Linked DNA regions of Sus scrofa: region 1 is linked to region 2. A link is a contact called in public HiChIP or PLAC-seq data. All regions are on one chromosome and are shown on one strand. Each heading gives the region's core, a stretch centred on a gene start, on an enhancer-like site or on the middle of the called end of the contact. The rest is flanking DNA. Distances are from core to core; before and after follow the strand shown.

What was found. HiChIP or PLAC-seq counts read pairs in DNA pulled down with a chosen protein or histone mark.
Region 1: an H3K27ac HiChIP or PLAC-seq map of alveolar macrophages shows a contact between it and region 2. The contact joins two enhancer-like sites. A contact is called at or near these places in 4 of 47 Hi-C or Micro-C datasets (embryonic fibroblasts, psoas muscle and skeletal muscle) and 2 of 2 datasets of contacts at active chromatin or transcription factors (alveolar macrophages and skeletal muscle).

The regions. Positions count from the first base shown.
Region 1 is chr9:89,307,616-89,310,315 of Sscrofa11.1, forward strand. All of the region lies in intron 1 of MACC1 (metastasis-associated in colon cancer protein 1), which reads right to left. Among named protein-coding and RNA genes, the nearest start is that of MACC1, 33 kb to the right of the region's middle. Within about 2 kb of position 1,281, at least 5 of the 83 cell types and tissues checked have an H3K27ac peak or open chromatin away from gene starts, as enhancers often do. A contact at or near this core is called in alveolar macrophages, where this site is marked.
Region 2 is chr9:88,973,730-88,976,429 of Sscrofa11.1, forward strand. All of the region lies in intron 2 of LOC110255482 (a long non-coding RNA gene), which reads right to left. Among named protein-coding and RNA genes, the nearest start is that of TMEM196, 120 kb to the left of the region's middle. Within about 2 kb of position 1,277, at least 22 of the 83 cell types and tissues checked have an H3K27ac peak or open chromatin away from gene starts, as enhancers often do. A contact at or near this core is called in alveolar macrophages, where this site is marked.

The DNA.
Region 1 (2,700 bases), core at 31-2,530, 330 kb after region 2:
TCTCCATCTTCTAAGCAAATAAAAATTGTTCTCTCTTATCATATGTGTAATACATGTGAATGCAGAAGACAATCTTGCCTAATGGGATCTGATATTTTACCCAGATCATAATCGTTTTGCTTTTTACCATTATTTTTCATTATCTATCATTACTTATCATTCATCTTTATAGATTTTAATACACCAACTTCCATCAAGAAATGGATGATATCCAGAAGACAAATATTTTCTCTCTCTTCTAAGGAAGGGATAGGGGATGAGATGGGGAATTTGGGGGGAAAAAACAAAACAAAACTGTATTCTAGGTAACACCTGAGGCATTTTACAAATATGACCACATTCAGTAACCTTTTTAATTGAATCTTAATGATGAATAAGATGAGAACCCTCTGACTGAAAGAGACTAAGTAAATTTCTCAAGGTCCCAACAGCTATTAAGTAGGCTAAGTGAAATTCACATTTATTCTACTAAAATGCCAAGTTAAAATTGGAATAAATGAATGTTTTCATTAACATCCCTTTTGTTATGACATAACTCTTCAACATAAATTCTTGGTTCTGCATATGCCAATTGACCAAAAATTAAGAAAGATATGCCTTAGTCAAGAATTGAATCTCATTACAGATTCATGAAAGAGAATTTCAGAAACCCAAGGCTTGGGATATCACATGTTTCTACTGGAGATAGTAATGAGGGAAAAAGTTAAATTGTTATCTACTGTATCAGTCATTCCTTCATTGGTTTGTCATAATACCAGCATCACCTTACTCTAAGTCAAGATGAAATTCAAAGCAGAACTTGGATCCCGTATTCTAACAAACGTCTGTGACCTTAACGTAGTTTTCTAGACGTTTACCACTCACAGTCATCCCCCAGACAGAGGAAATGACTCATCTATTTTAAAAACTGGAAGTGTTAACGTTAACATAAAATATGTCAAAACACAAAATCTTTATTTATATGTTTCAGGAAGTATGTATTTGTGTTTTTACAACTATAATCGGTTTGCAGGCTTTTAATTCTTGGGTACCCATGTCAAAATTCCAGCAAAAGTAAGCCCATAATTGAAAAATAAATAGATTATCAGCAGAAGGGAGTATTTACTCATGGATTTATATATGAAAATTTAAAACTTTACTTATTTAAAAATGTGCATTTATCACTATACCTCCAAATGTAACATTTCCAAAAATGTTGCAAATGAGAAACCACAAAGTACTTCATTTGATTACTAAGAGTATACGATGAATTGAAAAAATGACTGTGCTACTGTTTCATTTAAAGACTTAGCTATTTTAAGACTCAATTTGAAGGGATCATTGAAATTAAAAGGCAGGCTGACTTCACCATAGTCATTCAGCAGGAAAAAGCCATCTTCATGGTGATGATAGCCATTTACAGTAGGTATTTTTTGATATGATAAAACACAGCATCTCAGAAGACAAAGAAAATAGCTTTAGATGCATGCCTCAAAGTGAAATTCAAAAGGAAAACAAGTCTATTTCAAAAGAAGGGAAAAATGTTTGAGGTCTTGCTTCAAAAGAGATATTTTGCCTTAAACTACTCCCAAAAGGGAAAATGGCTGGCTGATATCCAAAGATGAAGAAACCTCTGGCATTCTTGACCTCAAATATCTTAATGAATGATATACAAAAAGCCGTATGTTATAATGTTCCAATACTAAGATTGCATGCAAGAGAAAGGGATCATCCTGTGAGAGAGAGGGTACACATACAAAATAATCTTTTACTGGAGGCGCACTAGTGCCAAGATCTCACACACAAGGGTCCAAAGCTTGGCTGAATGTAGACAGTATTTAGACATATCCAAAAGTGAAAGCAGGAAAATAAAGACCAAAAAATAATCCTGAAGTTTATGGCCAAAGTACATTGGAAATCAAGGACATAATCTAGAGTTAACACCTGGCAGAAAGAAAAGTAACCCAAGCATGATGTAAGTGAAACAAAACAGTGAAAATGCAGGATTTACAACAAAGGCTGTCTTCCTGGCTTGCTTTTACTGGCTGTATATTAGCGAATGTGGAGGTATGTTGGATCTGACCTTAAAGCAATGGGATCTTGGAAGATAATAGGTCTAAATATACTTTGTTGGACATCCCGTAACAACTGGCGAGGCATTTCTTATTCTTGGTTTTTCTTTTCCTTTCTTTTGCTTTCTTTATTTTTCTGTAAAACCTATCTTAGTTAATGATACCACCATTCTATCCTTTGAGCAACCTTTCCCCATCTTGATTCTTCCTCCTGCTATTGTACCCAACATTTGTCTTTAAAGGGACTCAGTATTTTTCAATTTAAGCATGTTTTAAAGGGAGTTTCCTGGTGGCTCAGTGGGTTAAGGACCTGGCATTGTCACTGCTGTAACATGGGTATGATCCATGACCCAGGAATTTCTACACACTGAGGATATAGCAAATAAATAAATAAGCTTAAAAGGAAATCTCCATATTATTAAAATAGAAAACTTACATCAGTTACTATAAAAGAAATTTTTTTTTTTGTCTTTTGTCTTTTTAGGGCTGCACCCACAGCATATGGAGGTCTAATCAGAGCTGCAGCTGCTGGCCTAGGCCACAACCACAGCAATGCCAGATCCAAGTCTCATCTGTGACCTACACCGCACCTCAAAGGCAAATACCACTTAAGACAAGATTAGTACCAACCTAAGATTTTTCTCCTTGA
Region 2 (2,700 bases), core at 27-2,526:
TGATGGAAAATAGGTTAAAATTGTTTTTAGGGTACTCACAAATAAGCAGGTAAATTTAAGCAGATATTACCAGCAAATGTGCAAAATGACTAAGAAAGAGGACATAACAAGGAAAGTCAACACTTTCTAGGATCCCTAGTGGTGTACTCATCCTGAAATGCCTTGTAAACAAGGTATCTGTTTTGACCATGAGGAATAGAGTATTATTTATATTTATACACTGTTTTCATCCCTTAAAAATATAAGTTCTAATTTTAATGAAACCCTCAAGGTATTCCCTTTTCCAAACAAGAAAATTAACAGTCCAGCATATGGCTTCTTTCTTGTATTGTGCTATTCCATTATCAGTTTTACAAGAGTTCTCCTCAGATAATCCTCAAATCTCCATCATTTGGAGTTGTTGCTTTAAGATATTTAAGTAATTGCTTATGACTGGGTAACACTGTCTAATTCCATGGGATTCACTAGTACTCAGGTAACCATGCAGGGGTCTAAAGCAACCCAGGAACAGAGATACTATGAAATGTGTTTTCAAAGATCGGAGGCCATAGCCTAATGTTATCTCCAGAGAAGGGGTCCAGAGGGAGAGCTTAGTAATTTAAAACAACTGACACCCCATAGTTATCCTTAGAACAGTATATCCTTTTGGACAAATGCCAGAATGTTCTCTGACATGCTTTATATAAAGCCCCCAAACTCCTAGTTCCTAATAAGGTCTGTTCACTAGTTATCATAGATAGATCATTTTCCCCAAACAGTGCTGTTTCCTGCAGATTACTTAAGCATATGCTGATTTATGGCTCTGCTACAAGCAAAATAAAATTCCTTATTTCTTGAATTCAAAACTCCAAAAAGATTATTTTTAAAAAAACAGTATGTTCACATTATGCACTTGTCTAGTCATAAATACATAGTTACACAGTTTCCTAAGCCATTGGCAAAGTTTGTGGCTCTGTACTTACAATAAATTGTGGAATATGCAAATGGACAAAAAGATATATGGGAACGTTCTTCAGGAGAAAAAAAAAAGAGTTGAATGTGATGGTTTGTACATTCTCTTAGGTAAATCATTGAGACTGGTTAATTGTCTTTCTTTTTAAAATCTCCCAAGCATGAAGATAATTTTGAAATTCTGGCCAAATCAGCTATTGCTGGAATTCATAGAACAGATTTGGAGTTACCAATTTAAACTTCATAGTTGACTGAGAATCCAGCTGTGTTGGCTCAGCCAGAGAGTGTAATGGAAGGTTAGACATGTGACATAATCTGACACCACGCAAGAAGGAGTGGAGGGAGGAGAGCCTTCAACAGAGAATAGCTCTTCCACAGACACTGATCAGCAGAGAGGGGGTGATTTTTTTCTCATTGGAAACAGGCTATTGACATGAAAGAAAAAAATTTTGTGTCAATTGTAGAAATAATTGCCTTGCTCTTCAGTTCGCATGGTTTGGGGCAGCCAGCAGCGGACCATAAACCCCATGTCCCAGAGGTGTGAAAAGCTCTCTGCTTTGCACAATGAGCCAAATGGTCAATTAAAGTGAATGTGAGAAGGAGTGATGCCAAATACAAAGGCATTTTCTGTGGTGGCTATTTTTAACTATGTGCAATATCTTTTGACCTATTTCCCCTTGCTTGGCTATCTTCAATGTTCACATTCCTAAGGATGACTCGTCTGAGTACTATGCAGATAGTTTCTTCATTACCAAGTTGGGTAAAAGAAGGTGGGGTAACAACCCTGAAATAAAGGCTTAGCCTTTTGGCAAGCTCACATAGGGCTTGAGGAGTTTACTTGTCTTGCTTTGCTAGTCATGTCTCTTCAGTTTCTTGCCTGGAGATGTCTAGTTCTACTTCTGATGTGCAGTGGTTCTAGGAAGCACTTCTCAACATCATTCATGGGGAAAGAGACCTTTAAATAGAAGTCACCTTCTCCTCTTCCATTTTTTTAAAAATAAAATCACAAATATATTCTAGGAATACTTGATATTCTGGATTCTGCATTCCCCAAATGCCGAAAGGAATCCTGATTCTGAGTGGGCACATATATAAATACACACATCGCCAAACACACATTGTGTACAAGGGTCTAGTGGAGCTGCTTTAAAGGTGAGGATGTAGAATTCCCTCAAGAGGCAAATCTATTATGTCTGTTTAGGTAGTTACCTTGGAACCACATCTTGGAATATGCCCGATGATGTCTCTACTACATCCCCCACTTTATACCCCATGACCAGGAGGGGAAATAGGAGTGTTCCTCCTTGTTTAGGGGCTGAAGGAATGGAGAAGTCAGGAGAGAGGGTTTGCAGTCATGTAAAATCCATCACCATGTATGGAGCTCATACTTCTTTGCGAGAGCTATGTTGACAACCAAAATATTTTTTCCCTGAGGTATCCCACTAACCCCATTTCACCTTGGTACTTGGGTTGATAAGTTAAATGTTGCCAGATTAGTTTGGTGCTGCCAAGGCAATAAAAGAAAGCATCACAATTCCCATTCTATAAAATTCTGGCACATTGTCACATTGTGAGAAAAGATGGGAGCAAGCTCAGGTTCACTTTACCTGATAGAGAATATGTTTGAGAGCTACCAGCCTTCATCTATCTTTGACTTGCTATAAGCCTCATGGAATAAGGAACATTGCTACCATTGCACTCAGTTATATTTGCAGAAAAATGTTTTCTATCTTTCCAAAGCACTTTAAT